Linked DNA regions of Anas platyrhynchos: region 1 is linked to region 2. The links are chromatin contacts, called in public Hi-C maps. All regions are on one chromosome and are shown on one strand. Each heading gives the region's core, a stretch centred on a gene start, on an enhancer-like site or on the middle of the called end of the contact. The rest is flanking DNA. Distances are from core to core; before and after follow the strand shown. Region 1 overlaps SLC22A23 (solute carrier family 22 member 23). Region 2 has its middle 48 kb from the start of PXDC1.

Evidence for each region. Hi-C and Micro-C count contacts between places; a contact is called where the count stands out from the background.
Region 1: a contact with region 2 is called in a Hi-C map of subcutaneous adipose tissue, with 2.7 times the contacts expected there. The contact joins two enhancer-like sites. A contact is called at or near these places in 6 of 8 Hi-C or Micro-C datasets (F1 follicle, F5 follicle, liver and 2 more).

Annotation. Positions count from the first base shown.
Region 1 is chr2:77,957,153-77,964,114 of IASCAAS_PekinDuck_T2T, forward strand. SLC22A23 (solute carrier family 22 member 23) reads left to right here. Exons shown (of 11, transcript XM_038174184.2): 9 at 507-539; 10 at 1,343-1,466; 11 at 5,451-6,962. The coding sequence ends at 5,808. Among named protein-coding and RNA genes, the nearest start is that of PSMG4, 12 kb to the right of the region's middle. Within about 2 kb of position 3,744, at least 4 of the 8 cell types and tissues checked have an H3K27ac peak or open chromatin away from gene starts, as enhancers often do. A contact at or near this core is called in subcutaneous adipose tissue, where this site is marked.
Region 2 is chr2:77,815,386-77,821,887 of IASCAAS_PekinDuck_T2T, forward strand. No RefSeq gene overlaps it. Among named protein-coding and RNA genes, the nearest start is that of PXDC1, 48 kb to the left of the region's middle. Within about 2 kb of position 4,021, at least 2 of the 8 cell types and tissues checked have an H3K27ac peak or open chromatin away from gene starts, as enhancers often do. A contact at or near this core is called in subcutaneous adipose tissue, where this site is marked.

The DNA.
Region 1 (6,962 bases), core at 2,494-4,993, 140 kb after region 2:
GTGTTTCACTTTTGCTAATTACACCCAAATTATGCTAATGAAATCAGAATTGGAGAAGGAGGGGGGAGAGAGAGAGAGAAAAGTGCTCCAGCACAGAGCAGCGGAGGTCTCCCACCACGATGCTGATGCCGGGAGTTTTGCTCTCAGACCACAGCCTCTGTTGGCCATCCCCTTGGGGCTGCTGGACGAGGGCAGTTTCTCTTCTCCCCCTTCATTAACAACAAAGAGACCTTTGTGTTAAGCCCAGCGGTAATTCTGGGTCCCTTAAAAACGCCGTGCCTCTGCGTTTATTATCACCGTCTCATTAGCATTCAGTCCTCTGGCTGCAAACAGCACGTTGCATCGGGCCGGTCATGTCACAGCAAGGAGTGCGTGGGAGCTGGGGGAGGCATGCGGGGAGTACCTTTTCCTTTTTCCTTTGCGTAAATAACGACTGTGTGTTCTTGTTTTCTCTCCCTTTCTCTCTTATTTTTGTCTTACTCTAACTTCCGTGGTCTTGGATGCAGTGATTGGAAAATACAGTCAGCTTCCAGACTCAGGTATGGTTTGCAAACGCGGGTAGATCCGAAACCGTGGCCAAAGGCCCCAGAGTGTGGCTGCTTCCACAGAGGGATGCAGGGGGAAAGCTCACCTCAGGACCCCACTCATAAGGAGGTGTATTTGTGTATGCACGGTTTCTCAGTGTAGCATCCTCTCCACACAGCATGAACCTGGTTGTGTCAGCATGTGAGGAGAGGGTGCAGAGTCCCCAGGGGTGGTTATTAGATGTGGGGCAGTGCTTTCTCAGAAAGCCCACGTCTCAAACCGAGCTGTTGGGTGAAGGCTGCCAAGCTTGCAGCTGAGTTTGCAGACCCACCATTTGCAGGAAGTTATCAGGGAGATGGGAGCGCTTCTGTTTCTCTCCCTGCTTGTCCCGTGAGCCTCTCCAGTGCCCAAGCCACCGAGCTGTACCAGACGTTTGGCAACTCAATGAACGCCGCCTGCCTCCGCTTGTCTGTCAAATGTGGGAGGGAAGTGTCTGGTGCCTAAAAGGCTGCCCAAGGATGTGCAGTTTCTTTTTTTTTTTTTTTTCCTTGTGTTTTACCTTTTTTGTGGTGGCTGGGTATAAGTAATTCAGAGATCGCTGCTGTTTTGGGGCATGACATTATGATTTTTTTCATGTATGTTTGTGTCTTGGGTGCTTGGGAAAAAATTTTATAAATACCAGTTTTAAATTAGTGTTACAAAAGTGACTCAATTTTTCTTGTTTAGGTAGAATGAGTAACATAGACCTGTTTTCTTCTTTTCTTTCTTGGCAATTTCTCCTTGTTCTCACTTTTCATGCACATGTTTGTCTTGACAGGTATGAGTGACAGTGTCAAAGACAAATTCTCTACTGCGTTTTCCATTGTGGGTATGTTTTCTTCGCATGCCGTTGGAAGTCTCAGCGTATTCTTCTGTGCTGAAATCACACCGACAGTAATAAGGTGAGACATCAGAATCCCCCCCGTAAAGGGCAGATAATAAATTGAACTCATTTTCTTAGTATCTGGCTGTGTAACTTACATTGTGTGGGGTGGGGTGGGGGATCTCCCATAATTAGAGACCACACGGCAATTTCTGGGCCACTTCTTAACCTGGTGTCACCGCAGGCAGGCTGCATAAGTAAGTGCCTAGCTGAGGACAGAGGGGCTTTGTTTCAGACGGATCCACTTCGAAAATCACCATTATGGTGATTTTCGGCAGGCCAGTCATCGTGAATTGCATTTGTTCGCAGTGAAGTACGGCCTAAAGTACTCGTCTGAACCAGATCATGTAGTTGAACCATTTTGTTAATTTGCTTGCCCTGTTGGATTTGTACAAGCAGTACCCATGTGAGCTTACAGCTTGGCATTAGCAGATACATTAACATCAGTGTGCAGAGAAGGACGTGGCTGCAATCTGCTCCCTGCCTCCACAGGGTAAGCTAATGCAGCTACAGTGGACAGGAGGTGTTGCAACGTGCAGTCTTAAATGCTGCTGGTGTGTATAGGTGCTCTGAGGACCTGCTGTCACATCTCTTACAGCACCAGTGTGTTTTGCCTTTACTACAGACTTGTACTCTGGCTCTTTGTCATTTTTCTCTTCGCACCCAGAGGCTTGAAGTTTTTGTAAAGAGCAGCGCTTACACGCTGGGCAACAGCAGAAGCCAGGCGGATGATCTTCTCTGGAGAGCTTTCCATAAACTGTCTTGGTGTTGTCTGGTTTTTGTACCATTTTATTTATTCGCTGTTATCTTTCACAGCACAAAGGCTGTGCTTGTGTGTTCTGGATTATGCTTTCAGCAATGCCACAGTGATTCAGGAGTCCACCCTAACTCCCATTGAATTTCGTAGGAATGTAGGTCGTAGGGGTGGGAGGGAAGAGACAGCGGAGGGAAGAGGATATTTTTTGCTCCCCCCCCCTCTGCCCCCAATTACATGTTTTTTTAATAACTTTTCAAAGCTATTACAGCAGAACTGTCAGATGAGCAGCCAGCCTCCTTGATCTATGGCCTTTTCTTCAAAGCTATCTGACTTTGTGAATGTTTTACAGATAACATTATTTCTACAGGGAAGGGAAAGTGTGAGTGGTGTGGAGATTGCACAGCAGCCCAAAACACTAACAGCTATTTACTTACATGCGTGTCAGTCAGTTTGGTCTTTTTATGCCTCTTTAATTTTCTGCTTGTCTCTGGAAGGCGTAGAGATAAGGAATTGGCCGAGTCAACCAAAAGAGAATCTGCCAAGCAGGGTTAGATGTGCAGTGTGAACTTAGCAGGCTTTTTCCTTAAATCACTAATGTTGTCACAGGGAAGGGGACAAAATCCTGGCTGGGAACTGAAGTTCTGCTTCCCCCGAGTCTGCTGGGTGACACCAGGCGAGTGACAATAGCTGGATGTGCCTCAGGGTCCCCATGTATAAATAGGGATGATGACACTGCAGCGTTTTGTGGTCTGTCCTGCCACTGCAAAACCTCTTGGTAACATCTCCTCAGGGCTGTAATTAGGAGGTGGCTCTCAGGACAGTTCATAAACACGTCTCGGGCTGAGGTGTGGCTAAGCTGCCTGTGTCTCTCGTTTCAGTGGTCCGTGGCCATTCCCTCATCACCTTTTTTCCAAAATACCACCTCTGGTGCCCCTTGGTGTTTCAGACTGCTCTACTGTGCTTTTGGCTGGATCTTGAGGAGCCAAAGGGGAAAGACAGGTAGAGAGAACTGGGGCTGCCTCTGAGGTTTCCCTGACCAGGGTCTTCCAAACATCGAATTTGAGCTCCAAATGGCTCTAGTAATCCATCTCTAATAATCTTGATGAAAACAACAGTGAGGGTTGCACAGCTGCTACGCAGGAACAGGCTGAGGAGAGTGTGGTGTCCTCCCTATCCTCTGCGTGCTGGGTTACTGACAAGTGGAAAAGACATCTGGTCCACAAGTTCCTACAGGAAAAGGCAGGGAAAAAAACCTAGGGAGGATTCAGGGACTGACTTTAAGAAGTGGCTGAACTGAGAGGACAAAGCAGCTGGGCCTGAGGTCAGCATGGGCCCTGTTCTGTGCAGGAGGATGGATCAGAGAGGATGTCATTATTGAGAAAGACACTGCAGCAGTCAGCAAGAGGAAGCCCTCCCCGGCGCTCAGGGTGGCCTTTCTGAGGGCAGCATTTTGGACCTGGGCCCCATCAGGACAGAGCATCAGCTGCCGAGCTGCCCGGTTGCTGCTGCGAAGGCAGCGTGAGCTCCATCTGCTCCCTAGTGGCAGCACTGCTTCCCTCTCCTGGCTATTTCCAGCTTCTTTTATCCCCTAGTATTTGCAGTACAGTCAAATACAGGAGGCACACCACCGTGTATTTGCAGTCCTTCTGCTGCCAGTTTCTGAGGGCAGTGGCTAAAGTAACGCCTGCTCTAATTACTGACACGAGGTGGAAAAACTCTTTTTCCCCCTCCAAACGTGAAGCTGATTGCCCCGTAATAACAGAGCCACCTTTGTTGCTGCCTTTTCCCTGCTTCCTTCCAGTTTCTTCGATGTCCTTCCACAGCTGCTTTCAGAACTCACCTCGGGTCCCCCTTGGTTGTAGAGATGCAATTTAGCCACAGCAAGCACCGATGTGAATGAGCCAGTCTCCTGCGCTTCAGGGCCGAGTCCTGCTGATCGCTCGTGTGAGCATATTAATGAAGCTGCAAGGAGGCCAGTCGCACAAGGGCTGCATTCAGCTGCCTTTCCAAATTGCCATCGGAAAGCTGGCGAGGATTTAATGAGGGCGTTGGCAATGTTGGGGGGAAATCGCTGTTATCTGCGAGAGGTGCTTTACCGAGTCCAGGACAGCCCCGTGTGCTCAGGGCTTGGAAAGGCATCAGAGAAGGGAAGGCACTGCGTGTGAGGGGGGCTGCTTGTGTAACCCACTGCCAGGAAAGAGCACTGGATCCAGCCTGTGCAAGCCTTTCCATTCCTGCGATGGGGTGGGGGAAGAGGTTACTCTCACACTTGTTTTTTTTTCTTTAAGCTTTAATGTGTTTTCACGCTTTTTTTGGTGTGCTTATATGTGTGATGTCAATATACTGGCATGTTACATTTCATGAACAAGCATTTATGCCATAAAGAATATTTTTATAAAGCTCCCTGTTTACAACTTAAGCATTTTACCAGAGTTAACCTTTTTGTTGCCCCTTGATGCGGTATGCAAATACACAAGGAAAGCAAGAGCAAAGTGTGGGACTTGCCTCAGCTCCTACAGTGAGTCAAGGGGAGGTCTCAGAATTGAGTCTCAAACCCTTGACTTGTTCTCCTATTCTAACCACTAGCTACGTTATCTTTTTATTTTTTTTTAATTTTTTTTATTTTTTCTGAAAATGGTGTGTGCTGGTACAACATCAGTGGGTTGAGAGGTTCCAGCTTCAACATGTCTTACAGGGAAAATGTTTCAGCGCTCAGTGTTTGGTGTAACAGATCAAGGCAGTGGTCTGTGGAGTCGGATCTCCTGGCTCTGCTGGCAGTTGCTGCCAGGTATTTCAGAGGCAGCCAAAATTGACTCCTGCACTTACCGCTTCTTGGTGTGTCTCGTCTAAGCTGGATGCGAAGCAAAATCTGGTTTTCCCTTGCTGAATGTGATAACACGTGGAAATGGGAATATTTTAGAGGGCTGTCTATGTACTCACACCTTACAGCTTCTCTTCTCCTTACGTGGGTGCAGTTACATGGGTGTGAAGAGATGCTTGGGTGAGCACAGCTATTTTCTACACACAGGCAGTAATTATCTACAACAGCAAAGCAACAGCAAAAACTCCCTCCTGGGGCAATTGCCCAGCATGAAAGCCGTGAGCAAAGCGGGTTTGCCTCAGAGATTTCGGAGCCCAGGTGCCAAAATCGCTTGCCGAACAGGATAGCCTGGGGTCCCAAGGCATTTTTGGGTGTTCTTCCAGCACTGGAGTTCTTCCAGGCTCTCACCTCCGTTGTGTTTGCAGGGGAGGCGGGCTGGGGCTGGTGCTGGCCAGCGCGGGCTTTGGCCGCCTGACCGCCCCCATCATGGAGCTGCACAACCAGAAAGGCTACTTCCTCCACCACGTCATCTTCGCCTGCTGTACGCTCATCTGCATCATCTGCATCCTGCTGCTGCCGGAGAGCAAGAACCAGAACCTGCCCGAGAACATCCCGGACGGGGAGCACTACACCCGGCAGCCCCTCCTGCCGCACAAGAAGGGGGAGCAGCCCCTGCTCCTGACAAACTCTGAACTCAAGGACTACTCGGGCCTCCACGACTCGGCAGCTGTGAGCGATGGCATCTCTGAGAACACCACTGCCAACGGGATGAAGCCTATGTAACTGTAACTGGGTTGGATTTTCTCCTTTTTTTTTTTTCTTTTTTTTCTTTTTCCCCTTTTGTTTTGTTTTACCTTCTCCTCTTTTCTTTGGTATTTTGTTTGACGCTGTTGTGCAGGAAGAGCAGACCTTTGGGCAAAGGTGTTTTGCACAGGTTTTACAAACCGGTGACGGAGCAGACGCAAACTTGGGAGAATTCAACTCTGCTGCTAAAGCGACTTGGAGGAATTGTCAACCGTTGTGCAGATTGCTCTTGAAAAAATTATGGGGGAAAATAACTCATCTGAGAAAAGACCTGGCTGGAGGTAGCCCTTCAGAACTCTTTTTTTTTCCTGCCATTAAATACATATATTTATTTTGATTTGTTCTCAAGAAGCACTTTATTTCCTTTTCCTTTCATAGATCACAAAAACGAAGCCATCTTATTATAAGAGGTGCAGCCATTCCAAGAAAGAAACCGTGGGGGGGGGGAGTTGTTTTTTTTTGTTTCCTTTTTGTGTTTCTTTAAAGGAAGGAGGTATCACTGCAAAGTTGAATTGACTGATATTTAGACTTGTGCAATGTTGTTCTGCCTGTCTAGAAAGTCCAAGCGCCCAGGTTGCCTGCTGTGTTTGTATACACCAAAAAAAAAAAAAAAAAGAATCAAAGCAAAACCTGTTGTGACTCAAACTCTGACTGCATTTTAGGCAGATTATATTTCTTTTTATAGCTCATATACATTTAAAAGTTAATTTTTTTTTCCTCATCAAATGCAGTGAAGAAAATCCTACCCAAACAGGCTGATTTTTCAATGAGAATCAGCCTTATGCATTTTAAGATTCCATTAATACATTTTAGACTGTTCCTGCTGGTGTTTAATACTAATGTAGATGGTGTAAATGAAATGATTTGACCAATGATGCAAAAATTAATTTTGACGAGAGTGGCTTTAATTACCAGGAGGTCTAGAATCTGTGATTGACAGCTCCAGGAGAAGAGCATAAACCAGCAGGGACAAAAAGTAAAGAGCATTGGCTATGGTCTGTACTTCTTATTTCCGAAGGCAGCACAGCTAGGAGTCCCTCTCCTGGGAAATGAGCATCCTGGCATTGCCCTGCCTGTTTTTAGAACCAGAGTTTTTGTTACCTATTTAAGCGGACAAAATTTTTAAGTGACTG
Region 2 (6,502 bases), core at 2,771-5,270:
GTGCCCCACACAGCAGCTTGGGGATGGAGAAGGACTCCAAAACAAACAAACAAACAAGGAGGCCAAGCATGCCAGGAAAGCCAAGGCAACATCAATGTCAGTATGCAAAGCTTTGACATGTGAGCATATCAGTGCACTTTGGACACTGAAAGGTACAAAAGTCATTCCATGGGCTCTGGGAGAAATTGCACATGGAAGCACAACTGGATAGCCAAAGATGCACGCTCCCAAGGGAGAGGCAGATAGCACTATGTACATACGGTCTGCTGCGACTGCTTATTCAGAGTATGACAGTATCTAACCCATCAAGGCCTGCTTAGAAAGCGAATAAGCCTAGCTCTGTCTTATATGGCTCTAGATGCAAGATTTGGCAGCCTGTGTTCCTGGTTGTGGTGTCCATCATGATGCAATTGCCTGGCAAAGTACATCCTTCAGATTTAATTTTCTGTGCATCCAGAGCAACTGATTAAATAACAAAATTATCCTGGTAAATAAGGCTTCTGTTTACACATTTCTTTTTTTTTCCTCCAGTGATCTTGGGACTTTCATGTAGTTGCTCTGCTTGGAATCGTCTGTGCCTAGATCTGTCTGTGTGAGACTATCTGGATTTCTAATGGCAGATCTTTTTCTTCTTGCTAATCAACATCCTTTAGCCCCTGACTAGTGCAGTCGATCAACCGATGATTTGCACTAGTTGTGGATTTGATGCAGCAGTGCATGAGGTTAAGTAGATAATGCCAGGGGAGGCTTGCTGCTGCTGTAAACACTATTCAGGGAGGTTTTCTATGGAAACTGTTTTAAAATCCTCTCACACAGCAGCAGAAAGTGCCTTTTCTTCCATAGGTAAGATGAGAAGCTAAGTAGGTCACTTCCATCTTTAAAATATAAAGCTTGATAACCCTCCTCTGAAATTGTTTCAATTTGGTAAGTCTAACAAGGGAGATTTGGGGGGTAACTTGATGATGCCCTCAAACAGAGAATTGTGCTGCATCTGGGATTACTCTGTGGTTCTGGGTCACTGTTGGCTTTTGGTTTGAAGTGGGCTTCCAGTGTTGTGAAATTTCAATAGCAGAGTGAAATTGCCAAAAAAAAAAAAAAAAAAAAAACCAACCAAACAAACAAAAACAAAAAACAAAACAAAACAAAAAAACACCACCCAACCAAAAAACAGGGGGCCTTCACAAACAGCTGAGTGCATGTGTTCATCTCCTGTTCAGTATCCACTGCATCTTTTCTTTTAAAGGGAATAAAGGCTCAGCAAACTAGCAAGTGGCTTGAAAGACAAAGCTCCCATTTGACCTGGAGTAGCCTGAACTGCTGGCTGCTGGGCATTCTCCCTTGAATCCCTAAAATCCCAAAGGTTGCTGCGCTTTGTGCTGAGCTATCTGGTGAGGCTTTGGACATGCACCTTTCAAACCCAGCTATTCAAGGAGGGCATAGGCTTCTAGAAAAGCTATGTACTTCTTACTGATGATGATTGTTTGCCGAGTGCTGTTTAGGAGGATAGCAGAAGGCACAAAGTGTTCCTCTTCTGAGAAATAACCTGCTTATATATATCTGCCATTGTACTTTAGGTCAGAGGAGGTCAAGCTTTGCAAATAGCTGAGAGCTGCCTTTGTCAGAATCTGGGTCTCCCATGAATCTGGCATTCTTCATCTTCCAAGCAACATAGATATGCATGTGCATGCATACACACTGTTTTCAGAAATAAATGCCCCTCATGCTGCCACTGCCAATTTCTAGGATCCTTCCACCCATCCCCATGCGTGGCGCTTACTGGGTCTTGTCCCTGCTATACACAGGGCTGCAGCTCAGAAATGTACTTGCGTAGGATGGGGAGGAAATATTCCAGCTATTCTAGTTTTCCTTCACTGAAAAGGCTCACAGAGGCTTAAAGTTTGTGCTGTGTGTGGACAGAGGAGGGGTTGTGGGACTTGAGGCCCCCTGTAAGACCTGAAAGGTAGGTCATGTTCCCATTGCACATAAAGGGGTCAAAGCCTGGTGCGAGGACAGCTCCTGCTCACATTTTGGTTAGGGCTGTGCATGCCTCTATCTAGCACTTCCTCGTCACTCTTCGTACCTCAGACTTCCTGGCTCCTCACTTATTGCAGAGAATTGCACTGCCAGCTGTACAGACAGCTCTGTCTTTCCCCTCTAGAGCCTACCATATGTCAAAATCTTTCTTGCAGTAATGGAGCATGCTCTCCTAGAGTGAAAAATAACTGGTGACAGCTGGCAACATCCCTGCAGGCATCTCTTAAACCAGACTGCTTGCTTGTTTTACTTACAAGAAAATGTAGAAGACCACAAAGATAAATTGCTCAACTAGTGGCCTAAGTTAAGTGACAACCTTAACCCCATTTCCAAACCCCACTGTGTAACCCCTTGCTCTGCAGTGTCCCCTCTGCTTCAAACTCTGATGTAGCAGGATCCTTTTTGTCTCAGCATCCACCTGTGTTTAGGATATCCATTAGGGAGAGGTGTGGTGTAGCCTTAGCTCTGTTCCTGGCCTGCTGTGTGACTGGGGAGACCATTTGGCTCTTGTGCCTCAGTTTCCCCTGTGACAAATGGAAGCGGTGAGACGTCATTGTGCTCAATGATCTCTGGGTAAGCGGTACTGCAAACAAGCCAAGCCTTACTGCTGGGCAGTAAAACTTTGTAGCCTGGGAGGAGTGAGGAGGTAGCAATAGGAGCCACTGGTATAATGCAGAGATTGCTAATTCCACTGGGTGGCAGCTGAGACTTTCTTTGGGTAAGGAATAATGTTTTTTTTCTTCTTTGGGTTAAAGGCAGCAACTTCTTTGACAGAGGAAAACAGACCTCGAACCAGGCCTCCTGCAAGCTCATGAGGCTGTAACTATAATAGCCATGTTCCCTTTGTTTGCACTTAGTTTGAATCTTTAATACAGTAAACTAAGATCTTCTGAACTGCAAAACCCATCACATGTGCTGGTTTTGGATTATTAGTGGTCATTATTTTTTTTATAGGGTTGGAAACCAAGGCCACCTCTCTTCATGACAGAAACCAACCTTTGCGTGAAAGGCCACTGGGCCTGAAATGGTGTTTTGGTAATCCCATGGTGCTGCTAATAGGGTACTATGGTGGACAATGCCCTCAGAGCACAGCTCAAAGCATCACACTGTGTCCTGTGCCTTGCCCCACACAGCTCAGCATTACCTGCACCCTCCAGCCCTGCTGCCCCCCAGTGTGAAATACCCTTCCAGCAGCGTCAGTTGTTTTGTCTCCATTTTGGAGCCTCAGGAAGAAGTTTTTGCTGCTTGCTGCTTTCCCTGATGCTTTATATTCTTTGTACCTAACAAATGTGGGTACCAAGCAGCCCTGCAGGATACCGAACTGCTCAGGGGCTGCCTCTTGCTATTTGTTCAAAAGGTAAAGATAAGACTCTGTAAATCCTAGTCTCATGGGCTAGGCTGCAAGAATTGCTCAAAGCTGGTCAGATGCTCTGACAGCGTTTCAGCAAAAATGTTGTCTGTCTCCAGTGGAAAACCACTGAGAGTCTTACTAGCCCTGCTTGGTGGCTTTCCTCTGGGGACTAGCACACAAAGTCCTTGCAAACAGCTCTTCTACCAGCCCATTTGCATGGAGAGCAATGCCCTTTCTCCTTCCTCCTGTTCTGTCTTAAAGTGGTTTGCACCATCGAGTTCAGCACAGAGTTGCTTGCTTTTTACTATGTAAGTGTGCCCAAGTGCCTTGCATCAGGATCACCTCTTCTCCCTCCATTCTTATCCACCCAGTTTATTTGGGTTACATTGCTCATGTGAGTACAGTGGGTGGGAAGGAGCTGAGATGCTTCCTGTCTCAGAAAAACTAGCACAGCGGTGCATGGCTGGTGACAGCAGCCTCCACAGGGTGGGCAAAGGGTGTGATAGAGACAACAAAGCTGAGGCTCATCTGCCACTGGCTTAATAATTTTGTACCAGCAGAGTACACAGCCCTAATATTAGCCAGCTGTGAGTGGGGTTGTAGCACTGAGGCGTGCCCAGCAGACTTTGGCCGCAGAAGAGAAGCTCAGCATGGGGAGGGATTTCTCCACAGTGCTGTGTAAGGCTTGCCTGGGTGTCAGCGTGTTTGCTTAAGGATGTGGGAGGGTTTGGATGCAAAAGGGAACGCTGTGGATATAATTAGAGGGCAAGAGTGTGGAGGCTCATTTGTGGGGATTGTTTGAGTATTTATACTCTGACAAGTCATGGGTGAAAGAAATGGTTGCAAAGCTTGAAAACAAGTCCAGCCCCAGCCTTGAGACATCTCACATGCTCCCACTGAAAAGCTGCCAGATGAGTTTGAAGAAGGGTGGCTTGCTTCTTTGTCTGGATTGACTTTGAGAGGCATTTGATGGCCAATACGGATGGGAATGGGACCATCCCTCAGGCCTTCAGCATTACAGTGAACATGACTGTGTAGAGACGTTGAGTGCCATGTGGGAGTAGCTGGCCTGAGAAAGGAGTGGGTTTTGTCCAGGCAGTTCCTTCCTTCCTGCCTTGAACCAGATAAAGAAGAAGAAACACAGGCGGGCATTTTGTGGGTAGATGATAAGGATCTCTTCCTATTTTATAGACAACTTATTGCTATTGAGCAGCATAGTGAAAGCTTTATTTTTTTAAAAAAGTAATAGGTTCGTATCAGTTGCTCTCTTGAAACTGCCATGTCAAGAAGTGCTAATGCACTGGAAGGCAAAAACCACCAGTGAAGCTGATGACCTCTGCTCAGATGACACAGGCTGTCCAAAAAACACTGGGAAGGTGTCAACCCAAAGAAAAGAGAAGCTAACTTCAGCTCTGAGAAGAAACGAAGCCAAAACAAAAGTGAGGACTTCAGTGCATGGTGCAGTGCTGTGCTCTGTAGCCCTGCCCTGTCTCTGTCTGCTTTAATCACCTAGTCCTCACTTCCTGCCTGAACCAGGGAGGAACAGGGCTGTAAGAAAAAGCTGCTCCAAGAGCTGCTTGGCTCCTTGCCCCATGTCCTAGCTGCAGCTGTGGGGTGTAAGCAGTGATCCCACTGCCCTGCAGCAGCTTGGGCCCAGTGGTGTCTGCATGGCCTGGGGCACCTGACCCCCAAAATGGGCTGCCAGTGCTTCACCTGCTGAGTCTGCAGCAGGTCATCATCTGGTGAAAGCAAGCAGGGCTGTTCAATGCCTCCTATTTTTGGGATGATGGCATAGAGACTTTTCTCCCTGCTGTTCCTTTCCCACCCCAGAAATATGAACAAATACTTCATTAATGTTATTAACTTAATTCTACTGATATATTTAGTTTTCACACCTAATTGATCTGAAGGTGCTGGTCAGGAGAAAAGCCCACTTGGGACAATTACTGTAACAGCAGAACTTGCTCCTGGTTGAACCTCTTTTGTTTCCATACATTTTCAGTGTTGCCTGCTCCAAGCTTTTGAAAACATGAGCCTGTCTGTGTATCCTAAGAGCAGCTAATAGCCTTGTCCTAGGGGATAGTTGCACCACACAGATAAGGCCCTAATTAGTGGCTGGGATGAGCATAGTAAAAAGTATGCACGTGAAACCCAGTGCTTGCTAATGCCCTAACTAAAGCTGGGGGTCTCTGAGGAGCTGTGGGCTGGAAGGAAAGCCTGTAAGTCAAATGTTTCACTGACACCATTCCTCTCTGACTCCTCAACATGTTTCCTGCCTGTTGACCTGTTGTTTAAAACTGGGCTGAGCCCTGTTTGTGCTACCTGTTTGTTCCCAGAGGACAGGCGGGTCGTTCACTTGTGTGTTGCTCAATGCTTGAAAGCAAAGAGCATGTAATTGGGACAGGGGATTTGGGGCTGACCTGCACAAATATTTTAACTAACTTAACCATAATCAGTTGTTGAAAACATCACCTGAAAGCACAATTGGAAACACAGTACGTTGACTGATAGCTGATGTCTTAGTTTCAAGCTAATAAACTATCAAGTTAAGTTATAAATTGATATCACAATTAACTTACCAACTGAAAGGTAAATTGCTCTAAGCCATAACTGCTATAAATGAATTTAGCTGTGTCCCCAAAGGAGTCTCTGAAGGATTAACTGAATCAGTTTAATAACGGACTGTAGTTAAACTAGTGGGAACTATTTTCTGTAAACCAGTCCTTGGGGCAGGGAGGTTTTGTGGTGAATCAGGGAGGGTTGCAAGCCAGTAACTGGGAAGAAGCATCAGATACCCGTGCTTATACCTAGATCTGCTTTGCTAGAAGAGCTGTGTCTGTGCCTCAGCAGGTCATCATTTCCTCTGCTGTCACTGGAAATACTCAAAGATATTCCTTAAACCAGATCAAAAACGTTACAACCACCCGAGGCTATAATTACTTTCTGTCAGTTCAGGTTTCTTGAAAACATGTCAGTGCATCACCTACTTTTCAGCAGGCTCTGGTAGATCAATTATTGTTTATCTGTACCACCTGGATGGATGCTTCTGGGTCCAGCTATATGTGTAAGAATAATGTGTAAGAATTTGATACTGTGTGCACCATGTCCTTCTGACAA